Regions from separate parts of the Danio rerio genome. Here region 2 is linked to region 1. The links are chromatin contacts, called in public Hi-C maps. All regions are on one chromosome and are shown on one strand. The core of a region is the stretch at or near the end of the contact, and the rest is flanking DNA. Distances in the headings are between cores, read along the strand shown. Region 1 has its middle 41 kb from the start of sptbn1. Region 2 has its middle 49 kb from the start of foxg1b.

Region 1 (5,348 bases), core at 749-3,248:
CTCACAGCAAGAAGGTTGCTGGTTCAAGGCCAGGCTGAGTCAGATGTCATTTCTGTGTGTAGTTTGCATGTTCTCCCCATGTTGGCGTGGGTTTCCCTCACAGTCCAAACACATTCGCTATAGAGGAATAGATTAGCTAAATTGGCCGTAGTGTATAAAAGCATGAGTGTATGGGTGTTTCCCAGTATTAGGGTGTGGCTGGAAGGGCATCCGCTGGGTAAAAAATATGCTGGATAAGTTGGCGATTCATTCCGCTGTGGCGATGTCTGATTTAGGACTAAGCTGAAAGGAAAATGAATGAATGAATGTTTGAACCCAAATTTGGATGAACTCAAGCATTGGGTTAAAGGGATAGTTCACCCAAAAATGAAAATTCAGTCAACATTAACTCATCCTTTATGTTTCAAAAGTTGTATGAGTTTCTATCTTCTGTTGAACACAAAAGAAGATATTTTGAAGAATGCTGAAAACCTGTAACCATTGACTTCCATAATATTTGTTTTTCCTACAATGGAAGTCAATGGTTACCGGTTTTCAGCATTCTTCAAAATATCTTCTTTTGTGTTGAACAGAAAGAAACATAAATGTTTGAAAGTACTTGAGGGAGAGTAAATAGTGAGCAAATTTGTCATTTTTGTGTGAACTGCCCCTTTCGCGTTTCACATTTTGAAAAGATTTTATGTTATAATTGTAACCTAAACTTTGGTCTGTCCAGATTTTATCCCCATTTCGTGTTGAAACAACCCAGCAGTGTTTGGAGTGTGTGTTTCAGAAAGGTTTAGCAGACACGCACAAGTCCAGCTGGGCATTCAGACACACCCAAACTCTCCCAGCTGCCTGTTGAAGAGCAGACATTTGAGGATTGCGAATGCCAGATTCATACACACATCACAGCAAATCAGCATGGAGATCTGAGGAGTGTGTGGGTGTTTTTGGACTGGCTGAGCGCATGTGTGTGTGTTTGTGGGTATAAATATGTGCTTGTTTATCATTTATCATTTTGCATGGATTTAATGTCCCCACAAGTATAGCAATACCGGTTCATTTTGACCTTGTGGGGACCTTTTTTTAGTCCCCATGAAGGAAACGACTCGTAAATAAGACAGAATGAAGTTTTATGAAGATGTAAAAGTGCAAATTGTTTGCTGTGAGGGTCAAGTTTAGGGGTAGAGGAGAGAATATATGGTTTGTACTTTGTGTGTGCGTATGTGTGTGTCTGTGTGTGTTGCACGCGTGTTTGTGTCATTATTTCTCTCTGTCTCTATGTATGTGTGTGTGCACGTGCGTGTGTGCACGTGCGTGTGTGTGCGTGCGTGTGTGTGCGTGCGTGTGTGCGTGTGTGCGTGTGTGCGTGTGTGCGTGTGTGCGTGTGTGCGTGTGTGTGTGTGTGTGGGTGGGTGGGTGTGTGCGCAGGCGCGCATGTTTGCATGTGTGTATGTGTAAATATGTGTGACTGTGAGTGTGTATGAGTCTGTATACAGTACATGTGTGTGTGTGTGTGTGTGTGTGTGTGTGTGTGTGTGTGCGCGTGCATGTTTGCATGTGTGTGTATATATGTGTAAATATGTGTGTCTGTGAGTGTGTGTGAGTGTATACAGTACATATATATATATGTGTGTGTGTGTGTGTGTGTGTGTGTGTGTGTGTGTGTGTGTGTGTGTACAGTACATACAAGTGTTTTGTGTGTGTATCTGTGCATGTGTGTGTATATATGTATATACACACACACTCACATATATCTATCTATGTATGTGTATGTGAGTGAGTGTGTAAATTTATATATCTGTGTGTATGTATGTGTGTGTCTGCATTTGTGTGCTTGTGTACTGTATGTGTGTCTTTGTAAGTTTGTGTACAGTGTGTGTGTGTGTATCTATATCTATGTGTCTGTGTCTGTCTCTGTGAGTGTGTACATAGCTATGTGTATGTGTGGGTGGGTGTAGATCTATGTGTATGTGTGTAAGAGTGTGTGGGTGGTATGAATCTTCAGCAGAATGAACTCCTCCATGAGGGCCAGTGTAATGTCAGTGTAGCCTTGGCAGATCATTGTGAATGTGAGCAGCAGCCGTTCAATCCCACGCATCCTCATCCTACAGGCCTGCAGACACACACACACACACACACACACACACACACACACACACACACACACACACACATCACCACAGCAACCAAACTACCCCACACTTACTGGAATTATTAGGGCTGTTGGAGAGGAGAAGCTTCAGTGGCTCTGTTACTCATGCTTGTATTTTAATCAGAAACAGTGTGATACAGATTAAACACGGTGCACACAGCATGAATGTTCCACAAATTGAAATATTACACTATGTTAAGTTGCTTTGTCACAATCTACCTTTTAAAAAAGGCTATAGAAATAAGGATAAATATGAACATATACTCACTGGCCACTTTAATAGGTACACCTTACTGGTACTGGGTTGGACCCTTTTTTGCCTTCAGAACTGCCTTAATCCTTTGTGGCATAGATTCAACAAGCTACTGGAAATATTCCTCAGAGATTTTGCTCCATATTGACATGATAGCATCACACAAGAAAAGTGCCATGAAAATCTACCCCACACTATTACACCACCACCAGCCTGAACCGCTGATGCTAGGCAGGATGGATCCATGCTTTCATACTGTTGAGGCCAAATTCTGACCCGATTATCTGAATGTGTCAGCAGAAATGGAGACTCATCAGAGCAGGCAACGTTTCTCCAATCTTCTATTGTCCAGTTTTGGTGAGTCTGTGTGAATTGTAGCCTCAGTTTCCTGTTCTTTGCTGACAGGAGTGGCACCCGGTGTGGTCTTCTGCTGCTGTAGCCCATCCGCCTCAAGGTTGGACGTGTTGTGTGTTCAGAGATGCTCTTCTGCAGAGCTCTGTTGTAACGAGTGCTTATTTGAGTTACTGTCGCCTTTCTATCAGCTGGAACCAGTCTGGCCATTCTCCTCTGACCTCTGGCATCAACAAGGCAGTTGCGCCCACAGAACTGCCGCTCACTGGATATTTCCTCTTTTTCAGACCATTCTCTGTAAACCCTAGAGATGGTTGTGCGTGAAAATCTCAGTAGATCAGCAGTTTCTGAAATACTCAGAGCAGCCCGTCTGGTCCCAATAGCCATGCCACGTTCAAAGTCACTTAAATCCCCTTTCTTCCCCATTCTGATGCTCGGTGTGAACTGCAGCAGATCGTCTTGACCATGTCTACATGCCTAAATGCCTAAATTGAGTTGCTGCCATGTGATTGGCTGATTAGAAATTTGTGGTAACAAGCAGTTGGACAGGTGTACCTAATAAAGTGACCAGTTATTGTGTGTATATGTGTGTGTGTGTATATATATATATATATATATATATATATATATATATATATATATATATATATATATATATATACAATTGTATTTATGAGGCAGACATGTTATTTATTTATTTATTTATTATTTTTTGTATTTTAGGGCTATAATCAGATCCACGTGAATCTAGCAATTAGAGTGGGGTGATAAATTGAAATCATGGATTAGAAAATGCTGTGATTGTCATAGTGATAAAACAATATGACTGACATGTCTTGTGTATTTTACAGTCTTTGGTATAATACACTTGACTATAGCATGGTTTAAAATCCTATAGTATTTGCTATAAATTACTGTAGTATTTTTGATGTTGGCATGCTGTGTGTCTAATGTGATTAAAGTGACCATTGTCTCTGATCAAGATTAGAGCCGTTGTTAGATTAGTCCTAAAACTGCTCAGTGTCAGCATAATTCATGAACACAGATTTGTAATGCACTGTATTTTTAGGTCACAGACTTATACAGATTACATTTTCTGTGCAGATAAGAGAACTGTAACATCATGTAGTGTTTAGTACATCAGAATGAGCAGTAATGTTAGCCAGTAGCTATCTTTCCATCAAAAATACTATAGTAATGGGCAGTATTGTTGTTGAACTATCTTCTAGTATAAGTGTATTATAAAATATATATATATATATATATATATATATATATATATATATATATATATATATTATAAATATATATTATATATATATATATAATTACGAAAGTTGTTGTGTTTCCATAGCAACCATATAATTGCTTTAACAGATCAATCACTATCGTTGTTGTTACCATAGCAACTATAGAATCACCCCAACAGATAAATTACAAAAGTTGTTGTGTTTCCATAGCAACCATATAATCGCTTTAACAGATCAATCCCTATCGTTGTTGTTACCATAGCAACTATAGAATCCCCCAAGTTGTTGTGTTACCATGGCAACTATATAATCACTTTAACAGATCAATTGCTATCGTTGTTGTGTAACCATAGCAACTATAGAATCACCCAACAGATTAATTATGAGAGTTGTTGTGTTACCATAGCAACTATATAATCGCTTTAACAGATCAATTACTATCGTGTTGTGTTACCATAGCAATTATAGAATAGCCACAACAGATCAAGTACTAGTTGTTGTTACCATAGCAACTATAGAATCACTCCAACAGATTAATTACGAAAGTTGTTGTGTTACCATAGCAACTATATAATCACTTTAACAGATCAATCACTATCGTTGTGTTACCATAGCAACTGTAGAATCTCCCAAGTTGTTGTGTTACCTTAGCAACTATATAATTGCTTTAACAGATCAATTACTACCGTGGATGTGTTACCATAGCAACTATAGAATCAACCCCAACAGATTAATTATGAGAGTTGTTGTGTTACCATAGCAACTATATAATCACTTTAACAGATCAATTACTATCGTTGTTGTGTTACCATAGCAACTATAGAATCACCCCAACAGATAAATTACGAAAGTTGTTGTGTTACCATAGCAACTATAGAATAGCCATAACAGATCAAGTACTAGTTGTTGTGTTACCATGGCAACTATAGAATCACCACAACAGATAAATTACTAGTTGTTGTTACCATAGCAACTAAAGAATCACCACAACAGATAAATTATTGCATTTGTTGTTACCATAGCAATTATAGAATCGCCACAACAGATCGATTATAGTTGTTGTTACCGAAGCAACTATAGAATCACCACAACAAATTAATTACTGTAGTTGTTGTGTTACCATAGCAACTAAAGAATCACCATGTCAGATTAATTCAAGTACTTTACCATAATGTGGTTGAGGAACACTAGTGTTTTTTTCATATGATATGTTGTGATGTACATTTCTTTTACCATGTTTAATGGATTTATTACAGTAGCAGTGGTGAACTGTGGTAACTATCGTAGCATGTAAGTGTTGAGAGTGTCAGTGAGATGCTCATACTGGGAAAGTAGACGTATAATGGGAAAGAATCTG
Region 2 (5,348 bases), core at 592-3,091, 38 kb before region 1:
TTAAATATACCCACCAATTTTAGAGAGTAATTTTAATTTTATTGTAAAAATTAACGCAATGTTAAATTAAATCAACCCTAGATTTGTTAAATGCAATTTAGATTAAATTGGATAAATTAACCCAATCTTGGGATAAATCAACCCAACATTTTTAAAATGCAACGTAAATTTATCATGATAAATTAACTCAATCTTGGGTTAAATAAACCAAGTATTTGTAGAGCGTAATTTTAGTTTAATTTAATAAATTAACCCAATGTTGAGTTTAATCAACCCTACATTTTTTTGATTATATTTTCAATTTAATTGGATAAATTAACCCAATGTTGAATTAAATCAACCCAAGATTTTAAAATGCAATTTAGGTTAAATTGGATAAATTAACCCAATCTTGGGTTAAATAAACCAATGATTTTTAAAGTGGGATTGTAATTTAATTGTAAAAATTAACCCAATGTTGGAATAAATCAACACAATATTCTTAAAATGCAATTTTTAATTAAATTGGATAAATACACTCAGGATTTTTAAAATGCAACGTAAATTTAACATGATAAATTAACTCAATCCTGGGTTAAATAAACCCAGTATTTTTAAACCATAATTTTATTTAATTGGATAAAATTAATCCAATGTTGAGTTAAATCAACCTAACATTTTTTTTATTGTAATTTAAATTTAATTGAATAAATTAACCGAATGTGGGATTAAATAAACCCAACATTTTTAAAATGCAACTTAAATTTAATTGGATAAATTACCCTATCTTGGGTTAAATAAACCCAGTATTTTTAGAGATTAATTTTAATTTAATTAGTTAAATTAACCCAACGTTGGGTTAAATCAACCCAACATTTTTTAAGAATGCATGATTTTAAAATATGCCTACATCATAATTCAATATTTCATCAAAGCATGGCCCCATGTACTCACAGATGTCTGGCCTAAATGTAGTACATCGACTGACCTCAAAACAGCTCATACTGGCAGTACCATAACGGTGAGTCAATATTCTATGAATTGATTATTCTGAACTCATTCAGGACTGAAGAAATATGAGGACGTATAGTAAAAGAGCTGAAACCACAAATGATAATTTAAAATAAAAATATTATTCATTTAAATAATAATAAAATAAAAATAATATTCATTGAAATAATAATTAAAATAAAATAATACTTATTGAAATAATAATTAAAATAAAATAATATTAAATGAAATAATAATTAAAATAAAAATAATATTAATGAAATAACAATACAAATAAAAATAATATTAATTGAAATAATAATAAAAATAAAAATAATATTAAAGAAAAATAATAAAAATAAAAATAATATCAATTGAAATAATAATAAAAATAAAAATCATATTAATTGAAATAATAATTAAAATAAAATAATATTAATTGAAATAATAACTAAAATATTAAAAAAATGAAAATAAAATATCAAAAACATTGAGAGAATCATTAATGCTAATTAAAATAAGGCATTATTATTATTATCTAGTTTTTGACCCAGTTTAAACATGATTCACACAATTTAAATACAAGAAAATCCGTCTATCTTTCTTGCATGGGCAACTGAGAGTCCATTTAGTGACAAAACAGCTATTAATAATATATAAAAATGTAACAAACAATAAAAAAGAAAATCCTAATATTCAATAAAGGGACTGAAAACTCAACGAGTCATCTGAACGCAAGAGACGAATCAGTGAGTCGATTCAATTAAACAAACTCGATTCGCCAAGACGAATCAAACATTTCCACTCTACTATGGCGAAGGCCGCAGTGTGTCCCCGTAGTAGGGTGTGTGAGTCCCGCCCCGCGCCCGCCTCAGTGCAGCAGCTGACGGGGAGGGCGGCAGTGCGCAGCGGTCACTCCCAGCGCAGTGTGTCCTGCCTCTCTCGCGCTGCGGACTCCAAACGCGGGCAACTTTAGCACGTTTTCTTTAATCGGTGAGTACAAACAAACCCTTTCTTTCATCACCAAGCGTCTTATTAGCATCAAAAGAGCTGAAATGCGCTCGCCCGCATCGCGTTTGCCGCAATAATAACACTGCTTTTCCCATAAATACGTGGGTGGTGATGGAGTCCAAATGAGAGGAGTTTGCGTCAATGATATAAATCCAGGTGCATTAAATGCTGATCCAGATTTAGGGGCCTGGAGGCATTTACATCATTATTTAATATGCTGTGTGTTATATGCAATCTAGGATTGAGGTTAGATTGTGTTATATGTTCGTAATCAATAAAGGGAATCATAGATGCGAGCTGTGGAATAACGGTACAGTAGAATATGGATGCAAACAGGCGTGGTCAGATCCTCAAGCTGGAGTTTTGCCTTTCCCAAAGCGCATATGTGTGTTTGCATAACCGATGGTTACTGTAACCAGTGTATTGTTGTGATTTGGCAGCTTCTGACGCCATAACTCGCAGTCTACTGATATAATTGCGTAAATCTGGAACGTTAGTTTCAGTGACCTGAAATGGATTTTGATCCGATGCCCATCATCTTCACTGCGGATCTGCAATCACCATTTCACACGTTAATGTTGCCTGAAAGCACCGCAGCGGGTTACTTTTATCCTTCAGTCGTTTTCTCACGGCTTTGCGTTTTTACACTTCAAGCGTCGCGCATTTGCGTCCCCTAATCAACGGCTTTCGGAGGCTATCAGTGATTTTTACTGCGTTTGTAGATGCAAATGTTGATTTATGAAGGTAATACAGTGTTTATTCGTCATGCTGCAGCACGAATGCGGCCTTTGCGTGGCCGAGTGCGCGCAAATGGCTGTAAATAAATAAAATATAGGCTATGTGCGCCGGACTGTCGCGTTTAAGCGCTGGACACATTAGCGCTTAATGGAAGCCATGAGACTCTAGTGCAGCAAAACATTGCACATGATGTCATAATGGCACGCACGCAACGCAAGTGTCCGTGATGTCATGAAAGCATGCATGCAACGCAAAACATCCCGCGTCGCGCCAACTGCTCTTAAATGTGCTTGAAGATAAAGCTCTCAGACTGTGTTTGCATGACCTCATTGCATTGCAGGACTCAACAAGTGGCATGAATTGCATTTCAAATTAGTTTAAAACCTGGATTGTGTGATATAAATGTGGATTTCTCAGATATTAATATAGAGTTGTGAGTTATAAACTTAGACACTTATAAGTGTAAAACTCTGAGATATCACTTAAACGATATGGACCGAGACTTTTGAGGAAATATTTAGTATTCTGTGATATTAACTTAGAATTCTGAGACAATGTTTCAAATTCTGGGATATTAATTTGGAATTCTGCAAAAAAAAAAAAAAATTGTAGAATTCTTTGATATCGACTTACAATGCTGAGAAAATTATTCAAATTCTGGAGTATTAATCAGGGGTTCCGAGGTAATATTTAGAATTCTTGAATATTAATTTAGAATTCTCACAAAATATTTAGAATTTTTTTATATTAACTGAATTACAAGACAATAATTAGAGTTCTGTTATATTAATTTGGAATTCTGAAAAAAATATCTATAATTCTTTGATATCGACTTACAATTCTGAGAAAATTATTCAAATTCTGGAATATTAATCAGGGGTTCCGAGGTAACATTTAGAATTCTGGAATATTAATTTAGAATTCTCACTAAATATTTATAATTCTTTGATCTTAATCGAATTAGTAGACAGTAATTAAAGTTCTTTAATATTAATTTGGAATTCTGAGAAAATATTTAGAGTTTTGGCATATTCATTTGGATTTCTGAGATGATATTTAAAACTCTGTGGTATTCTGATACAATACAATATTCAGAATTCTGAAATAATAATTTGGAATTCTAAGAAAATGTTTAGAAATCTGGAATATTGAGAGTTCTGAGAAAATATTAAGAATGATTTCATAATAATTTAGAATTCTGACACTATTTCGGATTCTGGAATTTTAATTTGGAATTCTGAGAAAATATTTAGAACTATGGGGGAATTCACTTAGAATTCTGACACAATATTTTAAATTCTAGAATATTAACTTGGGGTTCTGAGGTAATATTTAGAATTCTGAAATATTAATTCGGAATTCTCACAAAATATGAAAAACTCTGGGATATTAACTTCGAATTCCGCAAAAAATAATGGAATAATGGAAAAAATTCTGGAATGTTAATTTGTAGTTCGGGCAAAATATTTAATTTTTTTTTTTAATTAACTTAGAATTCTGAGGCAATATTTAGAATTCTGGAAAATTAATTTGGAATTCTGAGAAAATATTTAGAAATCTAAATGTTGCAAAGCAAGTGTCTGTGATGTCATGAAAGCCTGCATGCAACGCAAAACATCCCGTGTGCTCTAAAGTGTGCATGAAGAAAGCTTTCAGACTGTGTTTGGATGACCTCATTGCATTGCAGGACTCAACAAGTGGCATAAATTGCATTTCAAATTCATTCAAAGGTAACCTTATATGCAAAAATCTCTTTATAAGGGGTTTAAACACACTTGTGTGACAGGAGTGTGTGAATATGACCAGCTTCTAATAGTCAAAATTGATAAATTCAATTTATTATAATCACACTTGCTAAAAACAGTCGGCAGAAATACTTCGATTGACATTCTCCCTTTGTAGGCGTTATCAAAGGTGGAAAGTCTCACCCATTAGTGTCCATCATTAGCATAGGAAGTTGGTCTTGTTTTTGAATCTGCCACTATGCTGACACACAGGCATTTGTAGCTCCGCCCTCTTTTAAAACCAAATTGGCACAATTACTGTGCTATCAAAGCCTAAAAGGAGCAGTTTCAGAGAGGTATAACATTATTTGTGTGGTATTTTGAGTTGAAGCTTCGCATATGGACATCAGCGATTTTACATATTGTTAAAAAGGGTCATAATAGGTCTCCTTTAAACCATGGAAAATCTATCAGTGCGTTGCATTCTGACTTTCTCATGCTATGCACAATGTAAACATACTGCAAGCACAGCTCAAATGCCCTACTCAGCCTGGTGCCATGCCGTCCCCATAGTGATTTGTCTCCCCAGGCAACATTCACCAGAGATGGCGAGCGGTGCTTTGTGTATCCCGACAGCAGGTTGCTTCACTGGTGCAATGGTGAGGGGATTCAGAGGTGCTAAAGAAGACCTGGAAACTTGCAGATTCGCTGGAATTTAAAGCAGCTCCAGATGGTTCTGTCGCACCCTGGAGTGACGCCGCTCGCATACTCCTTTTGTTTTTACACTAGAGCCACACCTACTGGATGCTTAAACTATTATCCCTGACACATTTCGTGTGTCGTGGATATGCAATCACGTCTTTCTGAAGCTCTTCCATGCATGTGAGCTCTCAAAATAGGAGCTTT

The links. Hi-C and Micro-C count contacts between places; a contact is called where the count stands out from the background.
Region 2: a Hi-C map of an unstated tissue shows a contact between it and region 1, with 4 times the contacts expected there. The contact joins two enhancer-like sites. A contact is called at or near these places in 1 of 18 Hi-C or Micro-C datasets (an unstated tissue) and 1 of 4 datasets of contacts at active chromatin or transcription factors (embryo).

The regions. Positions count from the first base shown.
Region 1 is chr11:45,536,696-45,542,043 of GRCz12tu, reverse strand. No RefSeq gene overlaps it. Among named protein-coding and RNA genes, the nearest start is that of sptbn1, 41 kb to the right of the region's middle. Within about 2 kb of position 1,998, at least 11 of the 62 cell types and tissues checked have an H3K27ac peak or open chromatin away from gene starts, as enhancers often do.
Region 2 is chr11:45,574,509-45,579,856 of GRCz12tu, reverse strand. No RefSeq gene overlaps it. Among named protein-coding and RNA genes, the nearest start is that of foxg1b, 49 kb to the left of the region's middle. Within about 2 kb of position 1,841, at least 51 of the 62 cell types and tissues checked have an H3K27ac peak or open chromatin away from gene starts, as enhancers often do.